Linked DNA regions of Sus scrofa: all the other regions are linked to region 3. A link is a contact called in public Hi-C and HiChIP or PLAC-seq data. All regions are on one chromosome and are shown on one strand. Each heading gives the region's core, a stretch centred on a gene start, on an enhancer-like site or on the middle of the called end of the contact. The rest is flanking DNA. Distances are from core to core; before and after follow the strand shown. Region 1 holds the start of LRRC25 (leucine-rich repeat-containing protein 25). Region 2 holds the start of LSM4 (U6 snRNA-associated Sm-like protein LSm4). Region 3 holds the start of PIK3R2 (phosphatidylinositol 3-kinase regulatory subunit beta).

Region 1 (2,765 bases), core at 181-2,680, 250 kb before region 3:
GACCCGGTGAGGTGGAGACCCTCTCTCAGCCCACCCCAATCCATTACCTCCTCACTCTCTCTTTTGCCGCTATCCCTTAGGTCCTACTCAGGCCCCCTCTCTGGCCTCCTTGCAAGGTTCTGCACCTCCAGACCCCAGGCTCACTCCAGTAGAATCTTTTGACTCAGTGCTCACAAGCTGCTCTGGCCCTGGGAATACAGCCCCATTCCTGAGCATGGCTTTGGTGGCTTGTGCTGCCTGTCCCCCTGCTCATGTCACCAGTTCCTCCATTTAGCCGCTCCACTCCTAACTATACTGTCACAGCCGGCCATGCTTTCTCTTCTCTCTGGAATCTTCAATGCATTCGTTTCTGCTGCCACTGCTATTTATATTCCAAGCTCCAGACTCAATGTCCCCTCACACAGGGTGCCCTCCTCATATCTCCCTGCAGCCTGGAAGCATGAATATATGTTAGGAGAGCTCTGACTTGCGGGGGATGCTAGGAGCTTGGGGAGTCAAAGGCAGGTTTTAGGAATCCTTGGCAAACTCCCATTCATGTGCTGAAGCCCCAGTTCTTCTTCTTCTTCTTCTTCTTTTTTTTTTTTTTTTTTTTTTTGTCTTTTTTTGTCTTTTCTAGGGCCGCACCCGGGCATACGGAGGTTTCCAGGCTAGGGGTCTAATTGGAGCTGCAGCTGCTGGCCTATACCATAGCCACAGCAATGCAGGATCCGAGCTGCGTCTGCAACCTACACCACAGCTCATGGCAACGCCAGATCCCCAACCCACTGGGCAAGGCCAGGGATCGAACCTGCAACCTCATGGTTCCTAGTCAGATTCGTTAACCACTGAGCAACGACGGGAACTCCTGAAGCCCCAATTCTAATGCCTCCTCTAGGAAGTCTTCCAGCACCCTGTCCCTCCTTCTGGCCCTGACCTGACTCCACCAGCCTGGGGGTGTCTTTGTCCAGTTCTGTCTTCTCCCAAGACTGGATATTCCTGGAACAAATGGCCAGGGCTGAAGCCTCTTAGGGACTTAGCATGGATGATGTTTGTGGGGTTTTTGGTTGTCTTTTTTTTTTTTTAATGGCAGGAATAGAGCATCTGAGCCGCTTCTGTGCCCTACACCACAGCTACGGCAATGCCTGGATCCTTAACCCACTGAGCAAGGCCAGAGACGGAACATGGGTCCTCATGGATGCTAGTAAATTTGTTACTGCTGAGCCATGACAGGAACTCCTGAGTGATGTTTGTTGAATGAATATATGAATGCAACTCATTGTGAAGTAAGTTGATGGGGTAGAAGTTAGTTGGGGCGTTAATGGGGGCCATGTAGTCACTGAGGGCCAGCAAGAGGGAAGTAGGCTGCCCCTCCCCCTCTCGTGAGAATTCTGGTCCTAGAGGCCTGGGGAGGGGGAACGGGGAGGAGGCCTATGGGGCTCGGTGTCTTCTTCATTTTTCTTCTCTGCACTCCACCCGGGCACCAGTTCCTCTTCCCCCTGAGTTGCTGGTTGCAGAGCTTGAGGAACGCCAGAGACCCTAGCGGATCCAGATCCCCGAAGGGTCCGTCGCTCTGGCCCCTGTGTCCAGGTGAGCCACGACGCAGCCCCTCCGCGCCAGAGACTTCCAGCCCGGTCGAGGCAAAGCCGTGCCAGTGGAACTAGAAAGGTAGGACGGAGGCACTAGAACTTGGAACTGCTCAGGAGCGGCAAGCCAAAGCCGGGGGGCCCTTTCAGGCCCCGCTCATGACTCCCTCCCAGCCGCCTGTCGTTCAGGAAGAAAGGCAGAGGGGCGGGGCCGTTTCCAGGGCAACCAATCTTTTTTTTTTTTTTTTTCCCCTGCTTTGCAGGGCTGCACCTGCGCCAGCAACCACTCTTTTTGCATATAGTCCTGTCTGGCCAACAAGGGCTCCCGGAGTGTTGGGGGGCGGGGAGGAAATTGGGCAACTTAGCCCAAAGTGGCTTATCTCAGAGAAGGGGAAGGGGCTGACTGGGCCAGGTCTCCTCCTTGCCTTCTGAGCCCTTGAGGCACCCAGGTTATGTACCCGTTCCCCGGAAGGGGAGACTGAGGCTGGGGGCCAGAGCCAACCAAAGGGGCGTCCAGCGAAGGGCTATGTTTTAACACTTCAGAAGTGGCCTGAGCTGTATATATATATATATATATATATACACACACATAACAGGTGGCGACCACAGGCTGAGGTTAGGCTTTGGATTCTGGTCTCTCTGCCTAGGTTGCTTAAATGGGGGGCTCCCTGGTGTGGGTGCTGTTGTTGCCGCCGCCGCCGTTGCTGCTGCTGCTGCTGCACAATCCAGGCACCCAGGGAACGTCGTGCGTGTCCTCCGGGAACGTGGACTGGACCAGAGAGTTCACGGACACATGCCTGAACTTCAGTGGCCAAAACTTGAGCTGGCTGCCTCAGAACCAGTCTCTGCAGGCCAGAAGTGTGACCATCCTTGACTTGTCTGGAAACCGCCTTCGCAAGCTCCCATCAGTCTTCTTCAGCCACCTGGGAGAGCTGAAGTTCCTGGACGTGACAAACAACCCACTGGAACACGTGGATGGGGCACTGGCCAGACGTTGTCAGCTCACCCTGAAGGCTGATTGCAACTGTGTCCTATTTTCCTGGCACAAGATTCGGCAGGACAACTGTTCTGGCCAGCCGCCTCTGCAGTGCCTAGATAAGACCACTGGTGCCTGGCACAACTTCTCTGCCTTGGAGGAAGGCTGTCCCCCTGGCCTCTCTGCAGGAGCCGTAGGAGCACTGGCAGTTGGTGGAAGCCTGTTTC
Region 2 (2,954 bases), core at 13-2,512, 150 kb before region 3:
GCTCCGATTCAACCCCTAGCCTGGGAAACTCCATATGCCGCGGGAGCGGCCCAAGAAATAGCAAAAAGACAAAAAAAAAAAAAAAAAAAAAAGAGGAAGAGTTGAGACACAGAGACACACAAAGAAAAGCACCATGTGATGACAGAGGAATCTGTGCCAAGAACTACAAGGATTGCTGGCAGAGAAGCATGGGATGAATTGCCCCTCAGATCCTTCAGAAAGAACCAACTCTGCTAAAACTTTGATTTCAGTCTTTCGGATTAAGTTTTACTGTTTAAAACCACCCAGTTTGGAGTTCCTGTTGTTGCTCAGCAGTAAGGAACCGGACTAGGTATCCATGAGGACTCAGGTTCAATCCCTGGCCTCAATCAGTGGGTTAAGGAAGCTGCGGTGTAGGCCACAAATGCTGCTCAGATCCTGCATTGCCATGGCTATGGTGTAGGCAACTGTAGCTCCATCCAATTCGACCCCTAGCTTGGGAACGTTCATATGCCATGGGTGAGGACCTAAAAAGCAAAAAATATTCAAATAAAAATAAAAAAATAAAACCACCCAGTTTGATCATTTGTTATGGCAGCCCAAGGAAACTAATACATTTGTCTATTTTGTTTACAGTCTGCCTCCCCAGTGGGCTCCTAAACCTCAGGAGGGCCAGGAGTTTTGTTTGGTTTATTCTCTTCTGTGTTTCCAGGAGGAGGCCCGTAGTAGATGCTCAATAAATATTTATTGCATGTCCGTGTATCAAGTGCTCAGTACGTGCCGGGCACTCTTCTTTTACAAGGCATAAATCACTTGGCACTCATTGCAACCTTCTAAAGCAGACACTATTATTAAGCCCATTTCAAAGGGAAGCAAACTGAGGTTCACACCGGTACGTCTAGCCTATCAAAAGAAGTGCCCTGGACAACGGTCAACTACAATAAAGAGAATCAGAAGAGTAGGAGCTCGAAGGGACACATGGCAATAACCATAGAGCTGCCATTCCTCCATTTGGAAATTGGAGGCACTACCCCGTTTTGCCCACAGCGTGGAGCCCGGAAAAATCACTGAAGATTGCACCTGCGCAGGCGCCCTTACCCACAAGGCCTCCTGCGCCGGCGCACATTGCTCCGCCCCCTTTTGCAGCACTCATAGCGGCACTTTACGACTCTCTCTCTCATTTCTCCGGTAGGAACGCGGCCCGCCCCGCCCCTCGTGTTTAATAGGCCCCGCCTTACTCCGCGTGGATTGGTTGGCCTTCCCATGAGCCTCGTGCTGACTGGCTCGCGTTGCTGCCACTCCATTTCAGCCTAGTGGCGCGCAGAGCTGCAGCTACCGGCGGGAACGTGAGCGGCGGCGGCGGCGGAAGTAGCCCACGAGCCTAGTCCCCGCCGACACCATGGTGAGGGCGGTGCGACGGGGGAGCCGGCCGCCAAGGGCCCTCGGGGCGGTTGTTGGTTCAGGGGCGTTGTGGAGCCAGCCTGTAATCTGGGCCTTGAGTCCTGCCCCTTCGCCCAAGGTGGGGAGGACAGGCCGGAGAGTGGAAGAGCTTCTCCCAGGACACCAAGCACGTCGGTCTCGGGGGAGCTTGGGATTGGATAGAAATGAAATCACAGTATGGCAGTCTGGCAGCAGTCTTCCCATTTTGCAGATGGGGAAACTGAGGCCAGAGAGGAAGGGGACCTGCTGAAGGGCCCGGTGAATGCAGCAGAGTGAGTTTTCGGACGGGGAAATGGCTCCCAGTGCATCCGACCCGATCTGACCTCCTAGACAGTAAAGCTAGAGCACCAGGCAGTAGGGGGCCGGCCTTCTTTCTCAAATTCAGCCAATCTGGGGAATTTCGGGGGTTGTACTGCCCTTGGAATGCTAGCTGCGCAACCTCTTATGCCTCTCCTTTTCAGACTAAAAAGCAGACCCAAAGCAAGGTTAACTTCTTCCGGGGTCACACAGCATATGGTTCCAGGGGAAGGGGGGGCGTTTTCAGCCATGGATGGGCTAACCGTATCCCAGTTTAGAAAACAAAAAAATCGAGGCCCTGGCAGGAAGTCTCCCCAGGGCCATGCCATCTCACAAGTTGTGGAAATTGGAGATCTAAACCAGCGTGCCTGTGTCCCCAGTGAGTGACAGACAGGGAAATGGAGGCCCACACAGAGGAATTGAGCTGGGAGAGAACCTGGCCCATCAGCCCTCGAGTCCTCTAAGATGGTCGCTGCACATTTTTCGGAGCTGACCATGAGGGTTCAGTAATTCTTCTGGTCATTGTAGGGATGGAGAGAAGGGAGCAGCTTCGTTCTCTCTGTTCGTCTCTCTGGAGGGTAGAGTTGGTCTGTGGAAGAATCCATTTGTTAAGCTCCATGGAGATAGGATCTCTGTTTTATCCTCATATATTGCCAGAGCCTAGAACAGTGTCTGTGCAAAGTCTGTGTTCAGGAGTGGCTAAGGCATTACACACTGCCTGTTCCTTGTGGTCGGGGTGGGGCGGAAGCCAAGCCAAGGTCTGGGTGAGGGAGTGGGTGATCAGCAGCTTCCTGAGTTGGGAACCTCAGGACACCATTAAATCCAGTTGTGGAAGTTTCCATTGTGGCACAGCAGAAACGAATCCGAGTAATAACCATGAGGTTGGGGGTTTGATCCCAGGTCTTGCTTAGTGGATTAAGGATCCAGTGTTGCTGTGAGCTGTGGTGTAAGCTGCACACGTGGATCAGATCCCATGTGGCTGTGGCGCAGGCTGGTGGCTGTACCTCCAATTCGACCCCTAGCCTGGGAACCTCCATATGCCATGGGTGCGGCCCTAAAAAGCAAATAAATAAATGTATTTAGGTGTGGATGGACCTAGACCTGAGGGCCAGACCCCAGATGTTCTGAGAAAGGCTAGAGAAAAGAATTCTCTTCCCTGAAGCTTTTTATGACTCCAAATTCCACACAGCCCTTGCTCCCCCCTGAACTGGGTGATCTGCCCTCTCCTGTATCCCTGG
Region 3 (2,700 bases), core at 53-2,552:
ACATGGCTCAGTTTGGGGGCCACAGGAGGTACTCAACACATGAGAGGATGGGTAGGAGGCCCAGAGGACCTTGTCCCCATGGAGCCAGCAAGGGGTACATGGGGGTGGGGCATGGCTGCTGCCAAGGGGGAGGCTGCTGGAAGGGCAATGATCACCTCCCAAGAGCCCTCAGTCTCAGGCAGACACAGCCCAGCACAGACATCCAATCTCAGCCCTGCAGGTTGAGTTCTCCTGAGAGGTTGGGGATGGTGGTGGGGAGGGGTGGTGTTTTCTGGAGGGCGGGTCCTCACAGAGGACAGGAGGGGGTATTAGCCAGAGGGAACAGTACATGCAAAGGCTTGACTGCAAGAAATGCTTGCCAAGAGTTCAGGGTGCCTTAAGGAAGCCTCAGAACACGCAAGGCCTCGAGTGCCAGACAGAGAGTCAGGCTTTATTCTTCGATCACGCGGAGCGGCAAGAGGTATCTGAGCACGGAGCAAAAGCTCTACATTCCAACTTACCTGTTCCCTGGCCCCTGTGCCCCCACTGTACAGGTGGGGAAACTGAGGCCCAGCGAGAGGGACGTCCAAGAAACCTCCTGAATCCGTTTGTCTGCCCGCCTCCGCGCCCTGGCGTGCACACGTTTGCACATGCCCCGGTGAGCACGCCTGGGAACCAGCGCTCCTCGAACCTCGAATCCAAGAGGCGGGGTGGAGGGGACAGTCCTGGCTGGGGGCTTGGAGGCTGGACACAGGGCCTGCGTGCTCATGCGTGTGAAGACGCACTTTTGAGCCTGCGTGGACCCCGCAGACCAGTCCAGGGGCCGGAAGTGGAGTCGACCCTCTACTGTCTTGCACCCTACTATGCCCCACACAATGCCTGGGCGCCCCTCATTACTACTCGACGCCCTACTCCTGGCAGGGCCTCTCTCAATTCAGGGCCGCGGCTCCAACCCTTTATCTCTGCCTAGGGTCTCCCGTACTGCCCCCATCGTCTTGTCTCGGATGATGCACCGCAGCCAGATCGAGCCTGAGGCCTCCCGCTCCCTGCGGCCCCCTGTTCCCGCGGGGCCCGATGCAGCCCGGCTTGCGTTCTGGCTTCAACCGTGGCCCCACGCTCTGCTTGGGCGCCCTGCATTTAAGCGCACCCTTTGCCCGGCCTGCCACGCGGACCAGCCTGGACTTACCTGGTCGCGGCCGCCTCCGCCGCCGCCGCGGCAGCCGTCACGCCGAGCCGAGCCCGATCCGTGGCTACACCGCGGCCGCCGTCGCCGCAGCCGCGGGATCCCCGCCGCCGCCGCCGCCGCCGCCGCCGCCGCCGCCGCCGCCGCCGCGGTTCCGATCGGTCGGGCCCGCCTCCGGCGGAAACAGCCGAGTGTATTCGGGTAAGGCGGGTGAAACGAAGCGGAGGCGGAGGCTGGGGACACCCGAGTGCTTCCGGAAAGAGCCGAACGTACTCCCGCGGGACTGGAGGGTACGGGGGTGTTTGCCCCGGGATAACCGATCACTTCCGGAAATAACCGAGCACAATCGGGTCAGGTGAGCGACCCGAGCTCGGGTTGGCTAGGCTCGGCTGCTCTCAGAGAAGACCGAGCGATTCCGGAAATGGCCCGAGCGCGCTCTAGCTGGACTAGCCGAACAGGGGATGGGCCTGGAGACTTCGGAAAGTTTGTCAAGAACCAAGTGTGTTCGGTCCCAAATGAGGCCCTAGGAACTTAGATCCAAAGGCACCTTCCTGAAACTGTCGAAGCATGGACATCTCCAAAGGGCGGGTGAGGTGGCCCCAAATTCAAGAAACTGGAGGTGGCGGAGATGGGGGAAGGGGCTAGCCACAGAAACCTGAGCTTTTCAGGAAACAAGCTGATGGCCCAGAAGAAGCCGGGGTTGAAATCTGAGGTCTTCACGGTAGCCCAGAGGATCCGGGAACAGCTGAATCAACTCGCCGGTAGGGATAACTAACCCAGTGCCTGCCCAGATGCCCAGGCTGTTTCCGGAAATAGCCAAGACACTCGGAATCGGGAGGCGTGGCCAAGGGTTTCCGACCCTACGGGTTACTTCGGAGGTAACCGAAGGCACTCGGGCTGGTCTGGGTTCCGAAGGGGGTGAGGAGAATTGTAGGGGACAGCCCAAGCAAAGACTAATATAAAAAGGACACAGATGGTTTATTTATTGCCACAGCTTCGGGGCCCCAGACGAAGCCCTGAAGGACAGAGCCTCTGATGGGTACTCTGATGGGTACACGGAGAGGGCAGCTCAATGATGAACTCCCAGCAGCCTTCAAAACCCACTTCAAGTGACTTTGAGCCACGGGTCTGTTTTCATCCCGCCTCCACCCCACTCTTCCCTTACCCTTTTCTTGGCCCCTCACAAATCCAGACATTGGACCTCCTTTTTGTAAATGTGGGCTTTTATTCACTGTCAGCTCCGGGGTGGAAGGCGGGAGCAAGTCATGCACAGCCTTGGTCTAGCTCCAACACTAGGTGGTGCTGCATGGGTGTCTCCAGAAGGAATGCAGACTGGGCTGCAGTGCCTGGAAAGTGCCCTCACCACGTAGGACACAGAGATCTTGCTAACAACCCACAAATGGGAGAAAGGGAGGCTCTGAGGTGCCCAGTGGGTCACTTAGCATCACAGGGGAGAGAGCTGGAATCTGCTCTGACATTAGATCCAAGCTCCAGAGAGACAGAGCCTGGCTGCATGACTCTCACCAGGCAATCATGGG

Evidence for each region. Hi-C and Micro-C count contacts between places; a contact is called where the count stands out from the background. HiChIP or PLAC-seq counts read pairs in DNA pulled down with a chosen protein or histone mark.
Region 1: an H3K27ac HiChIP or PLAC-seq map of alveolar macrophages shows a contact between it and region 3. The contact joins the promoter of LRRC25 here to the promoter of PIK3R2 in region 3. A contact is called at or near these places in 1 of 5 promoter capture datasets (fetal skeletal muscle), 1 of 47 Hi-C or Micro-C datasets (embryonic fibroblasts) and 1 of 2 datasets of contacts at active chromatin or transcription factors (alveolar macrophages).
Region 2: a contact with region 3 is called in a Hi-C map of skeletal muscle, with 4 times the contacts expected there. The contact joins the promoter of LSM4 here to the promoter of PIK3R2 in region 3. A contact is called at or near these places in 2 of 47 Hi-C or Micro-C datasets (liver and skeletal muscle) and 2 of 2 datasets of contacts at active chromatin or transcription factors (alveolar macrophages and skeletal muscle).

The regions. Positions count from the first base shown.
Region 1 is chr2:59,399,782-59,402,546 of Sscrofa11.1, forward strand. LRRC25 (leucine-rich repeat-containing protein 25) reads left to right here and starts at 1,431. Exons shown (of 3, transcript XM_021083527.1): 1 at 1,431-1,644; 2 at 2,210-2,765. The coding sequence starts at 2,219.
Region 2 is chr2:59,498,298-59,501,251 of Sscrofa11.1, forward strand. It overlaps LSM4 (U6 snRNA-associated Sm-like protein LSm4), which reads left to right and starts at 1,263. Exons shown (of 5, transcript XM_021083528.1): 1 at 1,263-1,381. The coding sequence starts at 1,379.
Region 3 is chr2:59,650,773-59,653,472 of Sscrofa11.1, forward strand. PIK3R2 (phosphatidylinositol 3-kinase regulatory subunit beta) reads right to left here and starts at 1,303. Exons shown (of 16, transcript XM_021083506.1): 1 at 1,166-1,303. MAST3 (microtubule-associated serine/threonine-protein kinase 3) reads right to left here. Exons shown (of 28, transcript XM_021083495.1): 28 at 2,128-2,700.